2 separate regions of the Mus musculus genome follow, and region 1 is linked to region 2. Evidence: chromatin contacts called from public HiChIP or PLAC-seq data. All regions are on one chromosome and are shown on one strand. The core of a region is the stretch at or near the end of the contact, and the rest is flanking DNA. Distances in the headings are between cores, read along the strand shown.

Region 1 (5,250 bases), core at 1,014-3,513, 300 kb before region 2:
TGTGTTACCCACAACTAGCTTCACCCTTGTATACCTATTTTCAAAAGCAGCCTAGAGTTGATCATTTTATACCTTTCTTCTAAGAAAAGAAGTTCCACTTCTCAGAGGACAAGAATCTTTCCAAGTTCTGCCAACCAGGTTTCATAATGAGAATACCTCCTCCTCCCCAGACAACACGGCTATCACAGATAAAGCCTGCTGTACTTAGAGCCATATAACTCAACCTTTAATCTTAGCAGCTATGACTCGTGCTGCTCCACTACAGCTAGTGCTGGTGACTACAGCCAGAAATGTATCATACTCTTAGGAAGAACTAAGACAACAGATATGAAGTGTCTCTCTATACAAATAGTAAGGATGTAAGATAAGCTGTACACCAGGCAGCTAGATTTAGTCATTCTATACTGTAGATATGTCAAAACATCATGGTAGGTATAGTAAATATATTTTTATCTGTCCATAAAAGCATAACTTTAAAAATAGCTATGATGGGGCCAGAGGAATGGCTCAGCACTTTTAAGAGCACCAGTTGCTCTTACAGAGAACCAGGGTTCAATCCCAGCACGCACATGACTGCTATCAACTCCAGTTTCTGGGGATACAACCCCCTCTTCTGGCCTCCACTGGCACTGCATGCACAGTGCATAGACATACATTCAGGCAAAACACATCACATAAAGTAGAATAAATAATTTTTTAAATGTTAAGATGGCTCTGGTAAATTACCTAGCTTCTCTAAATGTTGGTTTCTTTATATTCCCTATGCACACACCAGCAAAAACACATAGGAAGAGCCAACAACCACACTAGGATCATAATTACTCCAAGAATCAGGTATGTTACAGAACTTGGCTACTCCCATCATGGCTGGCACACATAAAGTGTCCAGATATGTAATTACCTCTTCCTCTCCATGTTTTAATGTTAATTCAAGTTTCCCCTTCTCTTAAATGCCCAATATAGGTAATGCTTTTCCAAACAAAATCCATCACCCTTATTGAAGGAAAGGAAATCCATTATACATATAGCTCATTTCCTATGAGTCTTCCTGGGAACAAGAGAACTAAATAAATGGACCAGTGAGTCACCACAGCCCAGCGCCAGGGATACTCTGCCACACTGGACCTCAATGGTCTCACTCTGCAAAGGTTCAGGCCATACTCTCTACCTGCACACCGTTCACACAGCTGCTCTCCCAGGCCACGGGCCTTGTGTTAATGACACCCTTCATAAGTAAAGGCTCTCCACTCACCCCAACCACTGCTCATAATTCCTACCCACCCCTGACGTTTCCCATGCCCACCATGATCTGAAATTCACAAGTATGCTCTCATGTGGTTAAATAAAGATATGAGAAATACAATACATTGTTTCAAAGATATGTATAGCTTTGACTCACAAGTCAGCAAGGCAATATTTAATATATACAAAACCCAGAGACAAGAAATTCGGGGTTAAGTTTAGCCATAAACTAGCTATGAGAACTTAGTGACCAAAATTGACTTCATTGCTCTGGTTCATCGCCAGCTTCTTTATGCAGAAGAGAACAAACGGAATCACATTCAAAGCTCCACTCCACTTTGAACAACAGAACTAAGTTCCACCAGAATTTCCACACCTGAGCCACAACCATAAATAGGATGTGCTGGGATGAAAAAAAGCGCCTTCATTTCTGAATCTACCCAAGTATCAATAATTTGGTTAAAATAATAGGCCTTCCTCAAGATTAAAAAAAAAAAAAAAAAAAAAAAAAACTGGTGTTAGAAGGAATTATGCAAGGTACTAAAAGTGGGAAGCGACTGTGACAGCTGTGAAACACAAGAATGTGGGGGAGGGGTGGTAAGATTATCAGAGCCCAAGGACCAGGAAATCTGTCAGGCTGTCTCTCCTAGAACGAGAGTGAAGATTCACTCATGATACCTCTACCATATAGATGCCTAAACAAGACCTGAACAAAGACACTGACAGACATGTTAAAGTAGAAATCTCCTGGGGGCTCCACTCCTAGACAAACTGGTAACTATGTAACTAGTTAACTACAGGATGCTGAGAGTGGCTAACTACTTGGTGTTGGACAATCAATTAGGGTACTATTTCTTCCCCACTAGTGCTTCCTAACCATGTTCTTTCTCCCTTAGCCTCCCACACTGTGTGTGACCTGTTTGCCCTTTCCTACAGATTTCACACAGACCTCACCTTCCATTCTCCCCAGAACCCTGGCTGAGCCCTGCAAACACAGCCTAGTTAATTTGCAATTAACCTTCCCTTACAGGCCACCTCCCCCACCTAAACTACACAATGCTCAAAGGATGCAAGTGTTGTCGTCTCTCATCTCTGTTCCCTCAGCCCTTCACACTGTGCAACCATCATCCACTCAACCCAACTACCTATCCAACCAGGTTCTAACAGACTATGTTTACAAATGGTCTTCAGTTTCCTATTCATACTCTGATGTTAGTCAAAAATAGATTTTAACAAACAAAAGGAAACAAAAAAACAAACAGATATGAAGGGTTTGGTGTTTGTTTGTTTGTTTGTTTGTTTCAGAATGAGAAAACAGGCTCTGCAAATTTAACCAGAACAGTTCGGGTCAAAATAAGCCAACAGAGCTCACACATCTCTTCTTGTTATAACACGCGACAGATATGAAATAATCTGCAGGAAAAGAGCAAGAACACTAGGAAATGATCTTCCCAGCTTACTGTTTGTTTTGTTTTTTGTTTTTTGTTTTTTTCAGATAAGTCTACCAAAACATTGTCGAATACAACATTCCTGTTAAGATTATCAAAATCCAGCTCACAGCCTTAGCTGTCATCTTCCTTGGAGAAACACTTGCACCATGTGATACAAGTGGAAGCCAAGAGAACATGCCAGTTGAAGTGAAAAGAGGGTGCAAACAGACTAGCCTGGACGCCCCGGGAGCAGAGGCAAGACATGCTAACTAAGGACTGGAAGGGAGACAGCCGGCTGGCTCCAGCTGTGGAGAGCACACTGGCATCACGCTGTGTCTCAAAAGATCTAGGACTTCTTCCTCACCATGTCACCCTGACCAATTCTGAGGGTCCCACCTTGTTTGGCACAACCCGAAAAGTCCCTCTTGGTCCTTTGCCCCGGCACTTTGCAACTGCTCTGCTGTCTACTGGTTCTAATAGCACTTGAAATGTATTTTTGTAAGAAAGGAGAGGAGGCAAAGTATCATTTTCATCAAACACTACTCCAATTCCTAGACTGTGATAATATTCTAATGTTATGTTGAGCAAAGATGTAAGTACAAAGAAGTGTTTACACCAAAGACTTTGAACTTGATAAACTGAATGGTTACTACATAAAAAATTCAAATTTTTAAACAATGTGTTGGAGTATGAGGTACAAAAGTACCTCTTCCACTTTGGTTCCCTAGACAGCCAATTTCAAGGTCACTGATTTTCTTTTTTTAGGTTTCTCTTGCAGATGAAACAAACAAAAAATAATAAAAAACAAAATATAGAAAGAAAAAAACCCAAGTGAAACCATGGCATATGTTTTTGTTTGTTTGTTTTCGAGACAGGGTTTCTCTGTGTAGCCCTGGCTGTCCTGGAACTCACTTTGTAGACCAGGCTAGGCTGGCCTTGAACCCAGAAAATCCGCCTACCTCTGCCTTCTAAGTGCTGGGATTAAAGGCATGCGCCACCACTGCCCGGTATGGCATATGTTTTAAAAAAAAAATATGAGAGCCTTCTTACTCACAGTGCAGTCCCCAGACCAGCCACATCACCCAGGCACTCATTAGAAGTATTCCCATTGAGACCAAGAAAACTACAGCCACATTACCTGGGATACCCATGTGATTCATACACACTGGGGCAAAGCCCCCCAGGCTGGTTTTCACAGTGATTTCAGACTAGTAGAAGAACTACAATACTTTAATATCTACAACACAAGGCACCTCACACAGTGGACCAACAGCTTACAATCTGAGGGAAGATAAGCTATGGTCTCTACAGGATCCCCACTGTCCTGGGATAAAAGCTTTTCTGAAGGAGGCCACATTTCACATGTCACCTGTCCAGCCTCACCTGAGCTGATGCCCAGTGTCCCCCACCTACAAGAGACTGCAGTCCCCACACCATACATACTCAAGGCTTTCCCCCCAGGCAAGTCTGTCTGACAAACCCAGCCCCGCCCCACCCTTCCCATTATTCTCTACTCACCCAATGAATGATTAATCAGAGATGCCCCGGGAAAAGGGCAGAGGATAGAAGGGTTTTGACAGAAGGGGACTACTAGGGTACAGACATTCAGTCTAAGATGAGTTAGTGAACTCCTACAAGGAACAGACTATGATTAACCTTGTTGTCATGATGAGGCCTGCTCTGGGCTATGTTCTCCTGGAGACTGTCTTCCACTCCGGCATTCCTTCATTCTGTCTTCATAAGAACAGCCTATGCTTGAGTTATTAGCCCAAGACAATCTGCATCACTACAGGCAGAGACAGTCTCCCCCACAGCTGTACTGAAGTGTGGCTTACTCTAGCTGTGCTTAGCAGAGGCAGCACATTTCCCAAGTTCAAGGGATGGCTTGACTATTATTAAGGAGTTCTTCGCTCTTTATTAAACTTAAGCAGCCACTAATTAAATATAGCATTAATAAATATAAAGAAAGCGCCTGTGCTTTAAGGCTACATCTCATGGACAAACCAACACAGGACTGACTTCAAGCAAGACTGCAAGGTTGCCTATATAAACACTGGCAGCAGGCAGGTGGACCCCTCCCAGGAAAGGGACTCTAAAGTGGCCGTGCTATGCTCTAGAAACCTGAAGAGCAAGTCCAGTTGACCACTGGCACCCAACATGGGCTACTCCAGCCCACAGAGCACCTCCGCAGTGAATAAATACAAGCTGGGAGCCAGGACAGGACTTGCCTGAAGGCTGTGGTTAGGAGCAGCTGATCAAAGAACAAGACACACTTGTACTCTTGAACAACAAATCGCTCCAGGAAAGCAGACTGAGCACAGCCGGCAAGACAGATCATTTCAAACGCTGAAAAACAGCGATGTGACCTTCCTTCCTCACTACCCAAGTCTAGGCTAACACCATCACCTCCTAACAGAGACACTGCAGCCTGGAGCACAGCCTAAGAAACCCCATCCACAGCAAGCAGCAGTGGACAGCACCGCTGCTTTCCACCATCTATGGCTCCTTACTGTAATTAACAGCAAGTCCACACCCAGCCTAGTCTTTAGACCGCTCATTCACCCACCTGGCCTGGAGT
Region 2 (5,462 bases), core at 2,345-4,844:
ATCTCAAATTCTAGAGCTTGCCTGATAAAGTCATTTAATGGAGCCTTTCGCAGACTGATGAAAGCAGTAGTTTCCTTTACTTAAAGACCATGGGTATTTCCATGTAAGAAGAGAAGCAGCCCTTTGTCTCATGGGCTCCAGTTATGCTTACTTGGATACTGTTGGCTGCTGCTATGGCCTGTGATCGTTCCATACTAGGTGTGGTACAGTCACACCCCAGTCATCCTTTCTTAGCAACGTTGTTGAGAAAGCATAGAGCTAAGCATCGCTGTCGCTGGCTTTCTGATTTTGGGTTTTCTTTTGCAGGGTAGGTGACTTGCAGGGTAGGTGACTCTCTACATAAGCAGCTTCCTTTTTATCAGAGAAATCAGAGCCAAGACATCAAACCCAAATGCTGTATTTTCCTCTACTTTTCAACCACCTGACCTTCTCCTTTCATTTGCTCCTAATTTTTCTGTGGCATTATCTAGTCAGAGAGAGCAGGGGCGGAGGCTCCATTCTGTAACTGGCAGCATACTGAATTCCCTTTATCTTTTAGGCACCCCAACTCAGGTAAAAATCGATCTTGGCTTTAATGCAGAAAAAGGTTTCAAGACAAGTCGGGGTGAAGCAGAGCCGGAGTTTATTAGAGAAATGTTTCAGCAGATTTTAAAACTAGAGAGATGCTAAGGGAGAAAGAAACATACAGGAGAGTACAGGTGTGGGCTTCTCACAGTCTCCATTTGTCTTTTCAATAGATACATATACCATTTGCGTGGTTTTGAAACTATTCACTTGCACAAGAGGTTCTTCAGCCAGAGAAGGGGCGTTTACAAGATTATAATTACTGAGGTAAAACTGTATATCATCAGATACTAGAAAGTAGGAGGGCTTGTTGTACAAAGCCTTGCTTAAGATCCCCAGAAAATAGGAGGGGAATGGAACTAGGCTCATATACCTTTAGGCCTCAATTCTGGTTATTGTAATTCCAAAATAAAATAAAATTATCCATCATCTATTCATTCCTCTGCCTATCTATCGTCTGTCCACCCACTTATCTAACCATCCACTCACCCATCCATCCATCCATCCACACATTTAGCTATCTGCTCATCCATCTATCCACTTACCCATCCTTCTATCCACCCCTCCACACACATCAACCATCCACACATCTATCCATGCACTCATCCATCTATCCATCATCCAAACATCCACCCACCCACCCATTCATCCATCCACTTATCCATCCATCCACTCATACAACCATCCACTCACCTATCCACCCTCTCATCCATCCATCCATTTATCTGTCCACGCATCCAATTTGTATGCCTGCAGCCTACACAGCATTGTTAGTTGTGCTGCAGTTCTTGCTTCTCATCTCAGGAGGGGTTTCAGTCAGCCTTTGGAGTGAGGGGCTCCTTTCTTCTCCACGGTCTCATTGTTTTCCCCATCTATCCTACCCCACAGGTTTTCTCTGCAGTCTGTATTCTCCCTTTCCTGTCCACTTGTTGTGGTGGTGTGCTCAGGCTTTCTCTGACTTACTTTTCTGAGGCCATATGACTATTATACTGTCTGCCTTTTCAGGCCGCCTCTGGGATAAGTTCATGTGATAGAGATCTAAAAGCAAACTTCTTTGTTCTAAACCACACCCTCGCCACAGCTTCCCTTTTCTTGTGGACTGGTCCCCAGTGCTCTTGTCTCTCGGTGCACGTGAATTTCTTGCATGTGACCTGCTCTGGGTGCCTGATGCTAGTGTTCCCTCTTCTCCTCTCAGCTCCCAGCAGTGGCTCACCACACAGCAGGCACACAGTATCTGGTATTTAGATCAATGAATGAACAAATACACACAGCCTTCCAGTTTTTCATTTGGACCTTGGACCAGAAATCTGAGGCCATCCCTGGTCTTTCCTCTCTTTGTGCTGTCATCATCTTAGTTCACTAAATCTTTCTGGAACATAAGCCACACAAGGACAAGATGTTTGTCTGTCTGCCTTGGTGTGGTGCACTTGCGTCTCTGGCATTGGACAGGCAAGAGAACGATCATTTGTGACTGCAAAAATACACTCATGTGTGTTTGGCCCGCAGCAACTGGTTTCATCTTCATAGAAAGATGTGCAGATATTGTGACTTGTCAGAATGATGCTAAAAGGTGGAGTTGGACTTCTACCTCATGTCTCCCGGGTCCTCACACACAGCTACTATGTAGTGTGCTGTAATGCCCCCCTTAACTCTTGCATGTGTATTCTGTGCAGTCTAAAACCCTGTGCCTCCTAATCCTCTCTTAAGAGATCTCATAGTTCAGGAGGTGACTTAGACTGTGTCAGCTCGAGCCTATGCTCGCACCCTTTATCCCCCTCTATCGGGATCCCCAGACCTGTGTACAGCTCGTAGCCTTTGAAGCACAAAACTTTGATGTAATGGAAATATTCCCAGAGCTTTGTCGCCATCACCTAACAGAGCCGTGTGTGTCCCTCTCTGTAGACAACACTGGTAGCCACACGTTACACTCCCGAGCAGAGACCACTCCATCGTCACCCACCAACAACCCTGGGAATGGACACCCGGAATACATCGCGTACGTGCTCGTCCCTGTGTTCTTCGTCATGGGTCTCCTTGGTGTCCTCATCTGTCACTTACTTAAGAAGAAAGGCTACCGGTGTACAACAGAGGCGGAACAGGAAGTCGAAGAGGAAAAGGTGGAAAAGATAGGTAAGTAACCTCTGCTTTAAAAGGAAATGGCTTGAGGAGTGGGTTCTAAGTGGAAAAAACAAAACTTCATATATAATCCATTTCTTTATGAGGAAAACTATTTTCTGCAGTAATCAGAGTTTGAAACCTTGCCTGCATTTATTGAATGCTTGCTGAGGGTTTACTTCAGAGCCTGGTAGCCCGGGACTGTTATTTGTATGGTATATATTTATTTCTAATTGTATTGACAGTGAATTTAATGAGGGTACCTTCTCTCCACTTTGAAGGGTTAATGTGAAATTTTGAGACAAGGTGTTTTGGTGATTGGCACTTACTCATAAGCCTAATCCTTGCTGTTACTTATTGAATCAAGATTCTAATAAGAACGGTAGGGACGTGAAACGGGTCTCATCGGGTTTGCTGTGTTAAGTATCACTGGAGGAGTTCTCATTGAAGTCCATGTGACTGAACTGTATATTATTAATGAATAGATGTTTGTCATAGTTCGGTAGAGCTGCAGCAAGAACTGGTGCTTCCATGTGAGTGTCAGGGCGCTCATCTTTCCCTCTGCACATATGTTGATAGCTTGTGGTGGGGTCACCTCCATCCACAGCATGTCTTCCTCACTGATATTCCTATCCAGTCCTGCCTGAGGGAGGTTTCCTGATGGGTCCCAGGACTGGCAGCTCACTCTTCATCCAGCTCAGCCCCTCTGTGCCATCTTTGCAGGGAGGTGACATTTGGAGTAGGTCACCCATGGAGCCTACCGGCAGGGAAGGTTTCTCAGTGGTGGCTTGCCAGCTTGCTGGACTGTTGGTTTTTCCACCCCCACTGACCTTTGAGGCTGGGGAACATGGGTGAACAGGATGAGTCACGCTCAGCGAATGAGCAAACCGGCCTTGAGTGTTTGTCAACAGAGCAGGGCCTCCCCCGCTGTTCCTTCTAACCCACGAAGCAGGCTGGCTCAGGCTGGCTCAGGCATCAGCCCCCACTGTGACTGTCCAAACATCTATAGGTCATAGGGGAGAAGCCTCCCTTGGGGTGCAGAGGACACTCCTGCAGGTACATGGGTGTGCTGTTGTCCCAGTCTGTACAATGTCTCAATCCAGTCTCAGCTGGTCCTGCTAAATAAATTATACAGATCGGTTTCCAAATGGAGGCTTGCCCCTCTTTCTCCGCCTGACTTGGCTGTCACGTGCTGGGTCCCCAAAGTAAACTGAGTCTGTAAACAAATAACCAGTGCCCAAATTTAGCTACCTTGTTTCAAAGGAAAAGAGAGTTTTATAAACATGGATGAATACTTAGTACTTACTTGTTCAGTTGAAACCATTAATCAGTAGGCCAGTTGTATACAGCATGTCTGAGATTCGATAAAACCTTTTCGTGATCCTTCTTCTTGTTTCTCCAGAGGGTTGAAGGTAATAAGGAAAGATAGGAGAACGTGGGGGCAGAGATACATGCACTCCTGTAGTGTCATGCAAAGCAAGGGGATGCTGGACAGTCCTGCGCCTTTTCTGTTTAATTTATAAATGCGTGTTCAGCCCAGGAATTCAAAAACGTGTGGCATCGGGAAGGTGGGGCTGAAGGATTAAAGCTAGACTCTTTGCACTGTGTGAGGGTGCTTAAACTTTCTGGAAGGTATTCGGCGAGGCCTTAGGCTCTCAGATAAATGTCTAGTTGACTTGTTGCAGGTGATGGATCGTAACGCCGCTCTGTCCTCTTTCTCTCTTAGAGTTGAATGACAGTATAAATGAGAACAGTGACACGGTCGGCCAGATTGTCCAGTACATTATGAAAAATGAAGGTAAGGATATCTTCGTGCTTTGGGGCATCTCAGTGTTATTTAAAAATCTCCTTAGAGTCAGAATTTGAATGGCTTCGCAGGGCTTTTACCTGAACTCTGTAACTCCTCAGCTTTTAGCACTGTCACAACAGGAGAGGTTGCCTTGGTGGTGTTTGGTGGCTTCAGCACAGCAAAGGGCCAGGAAGGTCGATAGCTTCTAGGCTGTGTATCACGTGACTTTATAAAGCCTCAGCTTCCTCCTATGGAGTGAGAGTTACATTACACAACTGTGTAGGGTAGCACAAGCGATGTGCTGGGAGTCATAAGGACTCACATCTTAGCTGGTTCTTGTGTTTCACATTTAAGGACATGAGTTTGAACTGGGAAGAAATTGAGGCATCCTGGTAAGAACTGGGGAGTGACGGCCAGGGCCCACGTGCCTGTAACACCAGCCAATGGGTGAACTGCAGGTTCAGTGAGAGAGCCTGTCTCCAAATAGGAGGAGAGTGATTGAGGAAGATGCCCACATGGACCTCTGCCCTCTGTGTGCACGCATATGAATATTCTCTCACGCATCACACACACACACACACACACACTTACTTTTGCCAGTTTAACCGCTTGGCCATTTGGAAGGGGGGAGTTGGGTAGCATCCGTGTCCTTTCTAAGAGCTACACCAGTGTCAGCGTATTCCAGAACTTCCTCGGCACCCCACTCTGAAAGATAGCTGCTTCTCTCCCTGTTCCTTCCTCCCCAAACCACCTGCAAAGGTGCTTTGCTTTCTGCCTCTATGTTTGTATCTTCTAGGCTATCCAGTATTAAATGTGGATAGAGCTTAAGCATTAGGGCTTAAGTATCTTTTTTTTTTTTATATATAGTTTCTTTTTTGAGATAGGGTCTCATGTGGTCCAGCCTGGCTTTGAACTCGGTATATAGCCAAGGATGGTCCTGAACCTCTGGTCCACCTCCCCTTATCTCCTAAATGTTGGGATTATAGGCATGCGC

Evidence for each region. HiChIP or PLAC-seq counts read pairs in DNA pulled down with a chosen protein or histone mark.
Region 1: a contact with region 2 is called in an H3K4me3 HiChIP or PLAC-seq map of bone marrow-derived macrophages, with 4 times the contacts expected there. The contact joins two enhancer-like sites. A contact is called at or near these places in 1 of 39 promoter capture datasets (cranial neural crest), 1 of 484 Hi-C or Micro-C datasets (embryonic stem cells), 6 of 115 datasets of contacts at active chromatin or transcription factors (bone marrow-derived macrophages, embryonic stem cells, forebrain and 2 more) and 1 of 9 other capture datasets (adipose tissue).

What each region holds. Positions count from the first base shown.
Region 1 is chr5:64,234,439-64,239,688 of GRCm38.p6, reverse strand. The region is part of intron 2 of Tbc1d1 (TBC1 domain family, member 1); the gene reads right to left. Among named protein-coding and RNA genes, the nearest start is that of Gm46913, 10 kb to the left of the region's middle. Within about 2 kb of position 2,263, at least 26 of the 459 cell types and tissues checked have an H3K27ac peak or open chromatin away from gene starts, as enhancers often do. A contact at or near this core is called in bone marrow-derived macrophages, embryonic stem cells and pancreatic cancer cells, where this site is marked.
Region 2 is chr5:63,935,038-63,940,499 of GRCm38.p6, reverse strand. Rell1 (RELT-like 1) reads left to right here. Exons shown (of 7, transcript NM_145923.4): 2 at 2,467-2,694; 3 at 4,406-4,477. Among named protein-coding and RNA genes, the nearest start is that of Rell1, 31 kb to the left of the region's middle. Within about 2 kb of position 3,594, at least 76 of the 459 cell types and tissues checked have an H3K27ac peak or open chromatin away from gene starts, as enhancers often do. A contact at or near this core is called in bone marrow-derived macrophages, embryonic stem cells and pancreatic cancer cells, where this site is marked.